Regions from separate parts of the Sus scrofa genome. Here region 1 is linked to region 2. The links are chromatin contacts, called in public HiChIP or PLAC-seq maps. All regions are on one chromosome and are shown on one strand. The core of a region is the stretch at or near the end of the contact, and the rest is flanking DNA. Distances in the headings are between cores, read along the strand shown. Region 1 has its middle 98 kb from the start of PKIA. Region 2 has its middle 30 kb from the start of IL7.

What was found. HiChIP or PLAC-seq counts read pairs in DNA pulled down with a chosen protein or histone mark.
Region 1: a contact with region 2 is called in an H3K27ac HiChIP or PLAC-seq map of alveolar macrophages. The contact joins two enhancer-like sites. A contact is called at or near these places in 1 of 47 Hi-C or Micro-C datasets (embryonic fibroblasts) and 1 of 2 datasets of contacts at active chromatin or transcription factors (alveolar macrophages).

The regions. Positions count from the first base shown.
Region 1 is chr4:57,974,047-57,980,520 of Sscrofa11.1, reverse strand. No RefSeq gene overlaps it. Among named protein-coding and RNA genes, the nearest start is that of PKIA, 98 kb to the right of the region's middle. Within about 2 kb of position 2,635, at least 71 of the 83 cell types and tissues checked have an H3K27ac peak or open chromatin away from gene starts, as enhancers often do. A contact at or near this core is called in alveolar macrophages, where this site is marked.
Region 2 is chr4:57,652,277-57,658,168 of Sscrofa11.1, reverse strand. No RefSeq gene overlaps it. Among named protein-coding and RNA genes, the nearest start is that of IL7, 30 kb to the left of the region's middle. Within about 2 kb of position 3,973, at least 3 of the 83 cell types and tissues checked have an H3K27ac peak or open chromatin away from gene starts, as enhancers often do. A contact at or near this core is called in alveolar macrophages, where this site is marked.

The DNA of each region.
Region 1 (6,474 bases), core at 1,386-3,885, 320 kb before region 2:
CTTTTTCTTTCTATTTCCCCTATGCCTCTTGCCATGTTGTGATATCTGAAACAGTAATTCCTGCCATTTAATATCTTTAATTTTTGTTTTTTCCTTAGCACCATCAACACTGATTGTCTTCCGTGAGCAAAGAAAACCTGGTAAAAGTACTGTGATAGAGAAAGGAAATTATCGTGAGAAACTGTCTATGCCTTCAGTGATTCTGGCATCACAGAATAAAAACTATGCCAGGAAGGACAATACAATATGTGATGGTCATGTCCCAATTCAACACACTTAATCCCCGCTGCTTCATACAAATTGAAAGAAAAGATTAAACATCTTCTTTTTCCATTTCTAAACTCATGTACACACACATACACACAGACACACACACACACAACAAAGGATGTTTGTCAAAGAAGCGTAAGTGGCCCACAGACAAAGCTCCCAATAGCCAAAGCTGCAACAATTTGAACAACAAAATAAAATGGTATTGGATTATAACATCAAGTATAAAATAAATATCCATGAGTCTATATTGATATAAATAATAGAATATGTTCATATTTGGGGGGAAATAGACAAATCTCCTATGCAGAAGAATTCCAAATACTTTCTGTGCCTACTCTCTCCTTAAGGAGGTGGAGAATAAATCTCCAGTCCTTGGATGTGGACTTCCCATGGTGATTTTCTTCCAATAAGTGAAGTGTGGAAGGAAGGGTGGAGAAGCAACTTTACAGTGGAGAAATCTGAGACACTACCTCAGCCAGGTTATCAAGGTCAACATCAAGAGTCAAATCACAATGATAGTATATACCCTTGATATGACCTCATAAAAATGACACTATATCTGTGATTGTCCTCCCAGTAAACCATAAGCCCAGTCTTATCATGAGAAAAGCATTAGACAGATTGCATTAGTGAGGTATGCTACAAAGTATTTGACCACTACTCCTCAAAACTGTCAAGGTTATCAAAAACAAGAAAAGCCTAAGAACTTACTATAGCCCAGAGGAACCTAAGGGGACTTGATAACCAAAAGTGACAAGGTGTCCTGCATGGAAGCCTGGAACAGTTTTAAGGACATAAGGTAAAAGCCAAGGAAATCTGAATAAAATACAGACTTTGGTTAATGTTATTATACTAATATTGGCTCATTAATTGTAATAAAGGTACCAAAATACTGAGGAAATTGGGAATGGGATATCTGAGAATTCCCTGTACTTTCCCCTTAATTTTTTTTGTATATCTAAAAGCATTCTCAAAATATATAGTCTTTATTAAATAAAACAAAAAAGGTAATGATGACTTGATTGTAACAGAGTAGTGGTATTTTGAGATAGCTATAAAAACTGCAATAGGAAATTATCTGTGACATCTATTAGTGATAAAGTCACAGGTACTGCTAATATTATTGTGGTTTGTTGTCTGCATTTGTGTTTAAAGGAAATGCTAAATGCTAAATTTCAATTAGAAGTTAGTGAAATTAAAGATGTAATATTCCTATTCCCGATTCCACATACCCTTTAATATATATGAAGGATCCCCTGTGCTTTGGTGATATTTATGGCCTAACTTTATGAAAGATGAATACGTGATTATTCCACCTTTCAAAAAGCATGCATTCTAGGGTCAAGAATTCTTACGGAGTCCTGCTGGAGCTCTGTTTGCTACACTACCTCCCAGTCTGGAACTGCTAAGCGGAGGGTTGGGAACTCTTCATAGATCGAAAGTACTGTCCTGGCTTTGTGCAATTATACTGTTTAGATGGCTGGACAAATTCAAGAGTAAAGCTGACCTGGACCTAGTTAGTGATGGGCGATTCCAAAAGCACTCTGAATGTGAGAGCTTTCCTCATGCAGAACCCTAGTGTCAAAGAGCCTCTCTACTTGGGAATGGCTCTATATTAGGAAAAGAAACCCCGGTTAAACTGCAAAGAGAGCACATCCTTGGCCTTTTCACCCCTTAAATCCCCGAAACGCTGATCTAATCAGTTTAGGAGGCGAAGAAAGGGAAGGAGGGAGAAAGGGAGAGAAAGAGAACTGTTAATAGCTGGTGCCAAATTAAAGAGAGAAGGAAAGGGCTTATATGGGTATGTGCTTATATTATTCCTAAAGCCAATTCTGGTAAATTCTTCCGGGAAGGAAGAGATACAGCCATCTGTTCTTGTGGATTCAGCTTCTTTGTTTCCAAATGTTATAGCTGTCACCAGAGCAGGCTTCTCAAATGGGGCGGGGCGAGGGGGGTGTTAGAGGGGGAACATCTGTCCACTAAGTACTCCGCTAAACAGCAACAAAATACTGGGGCTACCCCTGTCTCTTTCCTTGAATGCTTTCTCTAGTGGGTCTACTTCTCCACTCCCTTGGGAGTTTCCTGTTCCATTACGTAGGCAAGAGGGCGAGAGGTCCCAGCTTTCATAATTGTGAGTGGTTTGGTTGTGCGTGTACGTGTGTGTGTGTGTGTGTGTGTGTACGCGCGCGCCCGCCTTGGGAGAAAGTAGAGCCTGATACAAGAGGTTTGGAAAAACTGGTTGCCAATTTAAAACATTTTCGGAGTATCTGAATGTTTATCTTAAAAGCTAATTCCACTCTCAAATTTAGCGAAATGAACAATACTGATAAGGAAGATGAAGAGGGTGGGAAACCCACACAGCAGAATGGAGCTGTCCATGCCGCGGGAGGGACAGGGGAGCGCTCGGCGGAAAGGCGCTATGCAGAGAAAGTCTCTCTGGCTCTTCTCTCTCGGTCTCCCGTCCAGCGACGCGTCCTCGGTAAAAGCATTAATAGAAAATTATCCTAAAAGCGGGAAGGGTAGCGGTCGTCGGTCACAATTTCCAGGAGCCAGTCCCTGCAGCCGGGAGATGTCCCTCTCCCCCCGCGGCTGGCGCGGAATGTGGCGATCCGGCCCGGGGCGGGGGATGACTTCATGCGGCCGGAGCTTGGCGGCGGGAGCAGCTGCTGCAGCTGGCAGGTGGGGTGGGGGCCGGTGGAGCTGACCACGTACCGGCCCGGCGCGGTGGCACTGCGGCCCCGGGGCAGTGGGCGCTGGGGACATGCGCTGACTTGATCCGGAGAAGGTAAGCAGCCCCGCTATTATTAGCCTCGGCCACACTGCGCGGTGCTTTCCGCTCGGTTAATAATGGGGTTTGTAATACAGAGGGAAGAAGGGGAATGTCCCTCCTGCATTCTGCAGTGGGAAAGGGAGCAACAACTGGAATTGAAATGTTAATCAGCCAAGTGCCTGAGATTGGAGGAGCGGTGTTACTGGGCAAACAAAGAAGGCGGTCAGCCTTTATACTCTTTAAAGATAATCAACCATTGCAAAGCCAGACTCGCTTAGACATTGAAGAGGATTCAAAATGTAAAATAATTTTTGAGCTGCACATTTACGCTGCTACCTTCAACCTTCACTTGGTTAATTTCTGCTTTGGGAGCAGCAGGTCCTTGGCAGCAGCCTGGAGAAGTAATCAGGAATCTTCCTTCTTCTTCCTCCTTCCTCTACCCTCTCCCTTTCCAGTTATCAGAATGGGGTTGTGCACATTTCAATGTCAAACAGCCACTTCAATGGAACCTTTAGAAGGAGTCTCACATTAGAGGAGAAACTTATCTCTTGGAGTTCAGCTTGGGTTAGCAGCACTTGTCTCTACTTCTCCTTTCAATTTACCATCTTCTCTTGTCAATCATGTCATTGATTACCCCCCCTCCCATGCTGTGCCCCTTCCCACGCCACTCTTTTCAGCTCCTGTCCACCACCTCTGTTCCATGACTGATTTTGTCAAGGACCCAGAAAGGGCATTGCTCTTCACCGCGTTTGAGCTGTTACCTGTGTCCGTCACCCTAATACATGGTATGAAAAATCCTTTAAGCCTATTACCGATATGGTTTCTGATAACTCCATTGTAGCGCCTGTGGCTACTGGCCAGCTTTCGAGGACAGCAGAAACTGTTGGGGTGTGAGAAAGCGGTCCATACCTACGTATTTTGCTCCCTGTGCATGGGAGTAGGTGGAAGTAGAAATGTGAGTGTCAGTCTATCCAGTATTTACTTGGATCTTTTTAAATCCATCTGGGTTGTGAGATATCTAGCTTGGTAGAGTATGAGGCAAGCCCTCCCTCAAAAGCAAGCAGTGCATTTGTCCTAGGATTCCTCAATAACCTCCAAAGAGTTTCCAGAGAGGCTTTCCCCACAGGCAGTCAGAAAGCCAGGGGAGCTGGCCCAATTTAAACTTCAGGATATTTGAGCATCCTCAAGTTAGTCTCCCCTTTTAAGGGTTCTAACCTAGGATTTCCCCACACAAGTGCCTTGCTGCCAAGCTCCTGCCTCTTCCTGTTGCCCACGGAGGGATGTACATGTGAATGTTATTCTGTGAAATGGTTAAGATGGCTGTGGTGGGGATTGCAAATGTGCCACTTCACCAACGGAGAACAGTTGCAATAAGCCAGACTGTGTGGTGTTCTGTGTGCCACCATTCTATTTAAAAGGAGATTTGTTATCTTTACATTTGCAATGAAAGAGTCAATTGGACTCAAAAGCTGAGCAGTTTTATTTTAGCAAATTGAAATAGGAAATCAGTGGAAAAGCGGGGCAGGGTTTATAGCGAAAAATATTAGCTCTGCTTTTTTAAATATTGTTTTTAGACGAAGATATTGGTTCTGCAAAATCATGTTCATTCTATTATACATCATTATTGGTTTTTGGTGATAAATTCTCAATTTATAAATACACTTTGAAAAGACTGGAATTGGTTTCTTTGTCTCTACCGTCAGTATTTGGGGCAGAAGGAGTGGAGGGAGTGGGCAAATCCTATTCCAAGTGGCCCATTCCAGGAACTGTTTTCCTGGACCATGAAAACCTCTGGGTCAAATTTTTTTTTTTTTTTTGGCTTGTTTTTGTTGTTATTATTATCTGTTGAATGTAGTTTGTGTTTGAAATGTTAAATTTCAGAATTCCAAAAATTTGACTCTGGCACACCAACTAGGGGAACAAAGGAGAACAGCAAAACCCTTTATTCTACCACCTTTCTGGCCTAATCATAAAATATTCAACCATAGGAATAATTATTCTGATAATAAGTGAGAGTGAGAAACATGTTAAAATAATAATTCATTTTTAAGAAAGTAGCCCAAAGTATGTGACATACAGCATACAGATTAGTGCAACTGACCTTAAGTACTATAAGAATTTCTGTAATTTTAAAAACTGTCTTTATACTGAAGTATAAGACGTGAATATATCCTAATGATGGTAAGAAATTGACAGCGTCTATTACTTGGTTTCTGGAAAAACTGAATTCTTTGATAGGAAATGGGTCAGGATTAGGAGATTGGTGCTGCCTAAGCTGGTGTCATAACTGCCAGTGATTTTACAGGTGAGGATGCATGAAGTTATGGATGAGGGTTGGAGAAGCCTTTTTGGGAAGAAAGAAAACAAGATAGAAAATTTAATTTCTTGTTTCAGTACAACTGAATATGATAATTAAATTTAAAGGATTTCTGCATCTGGGCTTTATTATATTTAAACAATTTCTGAGGCAAGTTTCTAAATTCAGAGTCCTAGGAAGAAATATGTGTATGATTTCCCGACTAAAACTGATTTATGACTTTATTTCCCTTTTTAAAAAAAAAAAATTACCAGAGAAAGGAAACATTAATTGCCTAGTGTTAAGAAATGGAGGAGGAATACAAAATAGGAAGATGTGCACTATTAGATGCTAAATGAACTGTAGGAACTTTTTGTAGTTTTGACAAGATAGAATAGAAGTCAGTCTGTTGCTGGAGTTTTCCTGTGGTGCAGCGGGTTAAGGATGAGGATCCAGCATTGTCAGTGGATGGACAGTGGGTCACTCCTGTGGTGTGATTTTCATCCCTGGCCCAGGAACTCTCCAATGCCATAGACAAGGCCAACAAACAAGCAAACAAATGAAAAAAGAAATCAATATGTTGCTTTCTAATCACATAAAAATTTACTCCAGTGGTGGTCAGTATTATCAGTAAATTGAGTACATATTTAGGAATCAAAGTTGCCCTCTCCTAACAAAAGTCATTTTCTGGTTTTTCATTACTGTCATTAGCTACAATTGAAATAGCCTTATCCTGAGATTTTGAAAGATGGAAAAAGAAAAGTAGGGTTAATAAGGCGGAAGAAGAGTTGTCATTTGTATTTCGCCATTGCCTCCATTGAGAATGGGTAGAAATAGTGCTATTTTTAAAGTAGTCAATGGCCTCTGCCAGATTTCTTTACTGTTTCACCATGTTCATTATGTCTTTATTTTTAAGTTCTCTCCTATGTTCTTTTAAAAACTTTACTGATTAGTGTTTCATTCACTAAAATAACATTTTTATATATCTTTTTTTGTTATTCAGTGAATTTTATTACATTTATAGTTGTACAACAATCATCACAACCAAATTTTATAGCATTTCCATCCCAAACGTTCAATGCATCCCCCACCCCCCAATCTGTCTCACTTGGAAACCATAAGTTTTTCAAAGTCT
Region 2 (5,892 bases), core at 2,724-5,223:
CAAATGAAATAAAGCATTATTCCCTCTTTCAAAAAAAAATTATATTGGAATTTAGTTACTTATAATGTTGTATTTATTTATACTACTGAACATTATAGTTCCTATTAAAAATTCTTCTCTTTCCTGGAATAAATCTTTTTCAAAAAATATGCTTAGTCTATGTTTTGCATGCTCTGTTTTATTTTAAAGCTATTTTATTTTAAAATAAAACACAAGTGAAACAAAAAGGAAGATAGAGATTAATGAGTTATTATAAACAGAATATTTTAAAAATCACTTTAGTAAGGTATTGTTGATATTATAAAATCTGTATATAATTAAGAGTATGGGAATAGGTAGACACCCATGAAATTATCACCACCTTCAAGGTCATAAGCGTATCTTCACCTCTCAAAGTTTTCTCTTACCCCCTTTATTATTATTAGTGTATTTATTTATCTATAATAAGAGCATTTAACATAAATCTGCTCTCTTGCTGAGTTTTATTTATTTACTTTTACTTTTTCGGCTGTGCCCATGGCATGCAGAAATTCCTGAGCCGGGGATCGAACCCTCACCAGAGCATACACTGCAGGGACAACACCTGATTCTTAACTTGGTGCACTACAAGAGAACTCCCGAGTTTTAGGTACACGATCCAGTATTAGTTAAAGGCACTATGCAATTTAGATCTCAAGAACCTATCTATCTTACGTAATTGAAATAAAATGAATTCTCTCGTAACCATTACTTAGGTCAAGAAATAGAACTTTAGCAGCCTTCCCAGAAGCCCCTTCATTTTGTTGTTTTTTTGAATTTTATTTTTTATTGGAGTATAAATGACATAACATTGTATTAGTTTTATTTTATTTTATTTTATTATTTTAGGGTCACACCTATAGCACATGGAGGTTCCCACGCTAGGGGTCATATTGGAGCTGTAGCCACCAGCCAATGGCACAGCCACAGTAACGCCAGACATGAGCCACCTCTGTGACTTACACCCATAGCTCACGGCAATGCCGGATCCTTAACCCACTGAGCGAGGCCAGGGATGGAACCTGCCTCTTCATGGATACTAGTCGAGTTTGTTACCACTGAGCCACAGTGGAAATTCCACCATCATATTAGTTTAGGTGTACAACCTAAAGATTTAATATATGCAGCCTTTGTAAAATGACTACCACAGTAAGTTTAGTTAAATTCCATCACCTCGCATAGTTACACTTTTTTATTCTTGTGACGAGCGCTTTTAAGATCTACTCTCCTAGTAACTTTCAGATATATGATACATTATTATTACCTATAGCCACCATCCTGTACATTGCATCCCCAGGACTTACTTGTCTTATTTTCCCATCTTAATCATGGCTCTTCTCCTTCCGAAAGTACCCATTACCCACTACCCTGACTTTGCTTTTTCTATGATTTTATCACCCAAGAGTGCATGCCCACTTTTTAAAACTTTACATGACTTTTTACTGTTTTTAATCTACACGTTCTTTTCCCTTGGCTTTCTTTCCATTATAATAAATATCCCAAAGATCCTGGGGAAATGGACCTATAAAATTTTTTTGCAGATCACCATATTTATTGTCTGCATTTCCTGTAAATTGGCAACTGGATCCAGATGCTTAATCTGTTGTGAGTCCCTTGGCAAGATCATAGCCATAGCGTGTTCATTAGAAATCTTTATTTCTGAATGTTTTGCTCTCTCTACGTGATAGGGGAAAATGCAGCAAACCTCACTAGGAGTGTGTTATGTGAGTTCCACTGCATGTGAATTGCTGGTGACAGGTTGGGGGTGGATTTTGTGTATGTTTTGTGTATGTAAAGGAGGACTTTGATTCTGCATTATTCACCTGCATGCACAAGGCAGGTGTCATAGGCTGAATATTTGCGTTCCCTCAAAATTCGTATGTTGAACTCCCAGTGTGGTGGTAGGTATTTGGAGGTGGTGTTGGGGACGTGATTAGATTTCAATAGAGTCACCAGGATGGAACCCTCATGATGAAATTAGTGGCCTTATGGGAAGAGGAGGAGAAAGCACTCAGATCAAGGAACAGTCCTGTGAGCACAGTGAGAAGGTGAGGTGGGGGAGAACCTTTGTGACACTCACCCTGCCAGCACCCTCATCTTTGATTGCCAGCTTACAGACCATGGGAAAATAAATGCCAGTTGTTTAAGCCACTCAAAATATTGTGTTTTGTCATAGCAGCCCAAGGAAACTAAGACAGAGGTGGGAAGTCAGGTTGGAGATAAGTTACACACCTAAGGACGTTCAGTTTGGTGGGGCCACGTGTTTTGCTTTGTTTTGCTTTTCCCTGTTTCTTGCATCACCACATTTGCAGTCTGTAAAAATTGCTCACCCTTGCTTCCAGAGTCTCTAGGTAATGAGATTACCTTCCTCTCTGCCATGTTAGAGAAATATGTTACTTTAAAGAAGGGTGTTATCATTAAACAAACAGTAATAAAATTCTAAAGCATGGGTATTCATTTTCTGCACTTGCTTAGCCTCGGGCGGCCAAAATCTGTTTCTTGTAAGGCCTCCTCTGCTAACAGTCCTGTTCTCCACTTACTCACTCTTAGTGAGAATTGGCAAAATTGGCTTTAGTTACTTCTCTGGAAACTGCACATTTTCAGGAAGGGAAGTTGTTCATCAACCTTTGATACTTTTCTTCACACTAATTAAGATTTATTGCATTTGGTAGTGGTTTCTGCCAAAGATTTGTGAACTGGCAGTATTTATGAGTTACAGAACTGATAAACATTTTGTTTCTCATTTTTATTTTTTGGTTCTATCCAAAAGGAGGCCTTTATAAAGGATTCTCATAAGGCATCTGGCTATTTTTTTTCTTTCAAATAAAAGTGAGTGAGTAAAACATCAGTAAGACACGAGTATATGAACTATCAGACAGTTAACCCCTTATGCAGTAGTTCTCGAAGTGTGTTCCTCAGAACCCAGATCTACATCATGTTAATAGGAATTACAGGAGGCAGGGTTTTTCATGGGCAAATAAATGTTAATAACGCAAATGAAAGAAAATTATGGAGTTGCCATTGTAGCTCAGCAAGTTAAGAACCCGACCGGTATTCATGAGGATGTAGGTTCGATCCCTGAGTTAGCTCAGTGGGTTAAGGATCTGGTTTGCCACAAGCTGTGGGGTTGCAGATGTGGCTCCAATCCTGCATTGCTGTGGTTGTGGTATAGGCTGGCAGCTGCAGCTCCATTTCGACCCCTAGCCTGGGAAATTCTATACACTGCAGGTGAAGCCCGAATAGAAAAGAAAGAAAGAAAAGAAAATTAAACATGATTCTTTACTGTAGGACTTTTAGCACCTTTACTATGCAAAAAGGGCCTTGCGAGTATCTAAGACAGACATAGTATGCAGTGTTTCCCAGAACTTATTTGAATTCAGTACCTTTTTTTTTTTTCCTATAAAGTATCATGGAGGAAAAATAAATCTGTCGAACAGACTCTGTGAAACACTGTTCTAGCAGCCTCATTTCCTAATTGTAGGCGAAGAAGAAGAAAAGTCTTTTGTATGAAGCCTTGCAAGCTTAATCCTAAAACATCCTTCATTTCCCCTCCCTCTCTCTTCCTTTCTTCCCTCTGTTCATACAGCAAAAGCTTCAATGCCCATGATGTGCAATTTGTAACTGCTTACTTGACTCATGCTCATATATATAAAACTTTTAATATGCGGGAAATAATGTGTTTCTCTCTTACTTCCCAGGAATATTGTGAAAACCGGATGAAGCAACGCATATAAAGTGTTGTAAAAATCCCATTGCCAGACAATGAACCAGCACTATGGACCAGCATTTTTCAAATATGCTCTTGTAATACACTGACGTGTTGAGCTTCATTGTGAAATAGGTTGCCGGTTCTTACTATTTCCTAGGATATGATGTTATATAGTTTTTTCAGGGCAGTTCAGACTGTGTTTCAGGTTATACTTATCAGAACATTGTTGTCATTCACTTGATTTTTGACATGATTTCTTAAGTGGGAGAGAAAGGGGAAGAGCTCTGGCCAATCTCTTGGGCATCGCCCTGGGGATGGATTGTCTGTGTCATTGGTCTGTGGCTTGTGGGGAGAGCATGTAAAGATTGGAGAGCTTAAGTGGAAGACCCCGGGCCTGGGAAGAGTGAACGTTCATCATTTTAGTAAATGAAGAACAGTTTCCAAAGTGTATGATACAGTGGCTTGAAATTTTGCTGAGTCATGGATTTAATCACATGAGGCTGGATAATAGAGAATGAATCATACTTTGTGACTGAATGTAATAGGTCTTGACAGAAACATGATTTAAGAGATAGCTGGAAGCTTATGCAAATATTCTTTTGAATAACACAGGATGAAGGCAACTGCTTGGCTACCATGATTTCGCTGTGAGTGGAATATACATGTTTTAAGGGCAATGTTTATGTGCATAAAAGGATGTTAACTATGGCTTCACTTTGCCACCTTAGATTTTTCTTTTGGTGCTAAAGAATTTCATAGAGGAGAAGAGGCTATAAGCTGGCTGGAACTAATGGTCCAAGCAGATGAAATCAAAACTTCCTGCCAAATAGATATTGAGCACACAGACCCAGGGAAGAGAAGCCAACCTCAGCATTTAAATGCAAAGAGCATAGTGACTTTTCTACATGGTCACAATGCTGCAGATTTTATGATTATACACAGACTGGTTCTGCCTTTCTGGTAACCAAGGGTATCTAAATCAAGAACAAGTGCACTGTGCCTGCATCTTGGTACTTGAGTATATAAAATTGTGACATGGCACAACTTCTTTTGGGGAGATTTCTTCAGGGCATGCTCCCTTGCGGATAGCACCAGAAACACAAAGCCATATAGACTTTTTTTGTTCTCTACACTGAATTCCCCCTTATTTATCCTGGCTGGCTCATATTCTTTTGGATGCAGTAAAAATATAAAATAGATGACCAGGTCTTGTTATTCAAAATGCCTATTGGAAATCATGTTGCCAGCAAAACACATTTTATCTATGTCCACCAAGGGCTGCTGACTTTGTAGTGAAACTAGATATTTGGGGTGCCAAATATGCCAATAGATGCTTTAGAATTCAATGCATGTTGTCTGTTGAAACAACCCTCACCATGGTACTCAGCATCTCAGGAAAACTTACAGATCTTATTTATATATGGTATGTCTGATATCACTACTCTATTAATGGAAATGCAATGCTAATTATTGTTAATACATAATGTGCATGGGATTTTAAAGTTTACAGAATGTTTTTCTTAGACTTGCTCTCAATGTTTTTGTGGTAGAGAGTTTAGTTATACGCTTGGATGCAGGTATCCTAAAAGGCATTAGGCTTGGCTGAGGTTTTGTTGGAAGCTGAAAAGTGAGCCAAAGCTGGGCTGGGGACACTCCTCTTGCTCTTGGGGCTGGCTCAGTGGAGAGAAGTCAGATGGTGTTGATTCTATCTCATTGCTAATCCTGGAGGTGTGCATACCAAACTCTACAGACCTATGGGTAGGGCAGGACTGGTATGATTCCTGTTGTGGATGGAAGCTTGGAGCCCAGGTGACAAGTGCCTTTCCTAGAGAGCCAAGCTTTGGTTCAGACACACAAAGGAAAGGACTGGCAAGAATGACACATGATCCCGGAACTCAGCCACATGACCAAGAGTCCAGAAAAGCCTTCCAGTCCTGGAAGGAAACCAAGAAAATTAGGTAGAACAGGCCAGACTAGGAATGGGAAATCAGCACTTTAGGAGACAGTTGGGTCCTAGGCTTAGAAAGATCAATGACCAAGGCTAAGCCCTGGCAGATGCTTCCTGGCACCACTGTTTAACCCATAATCTCTACATCCAGAAGTCACGGTGGGGCTCCTTTAAGAAATTGTCCTGAAGACTAGACTTGGTCAAATTGAAGAGCAGA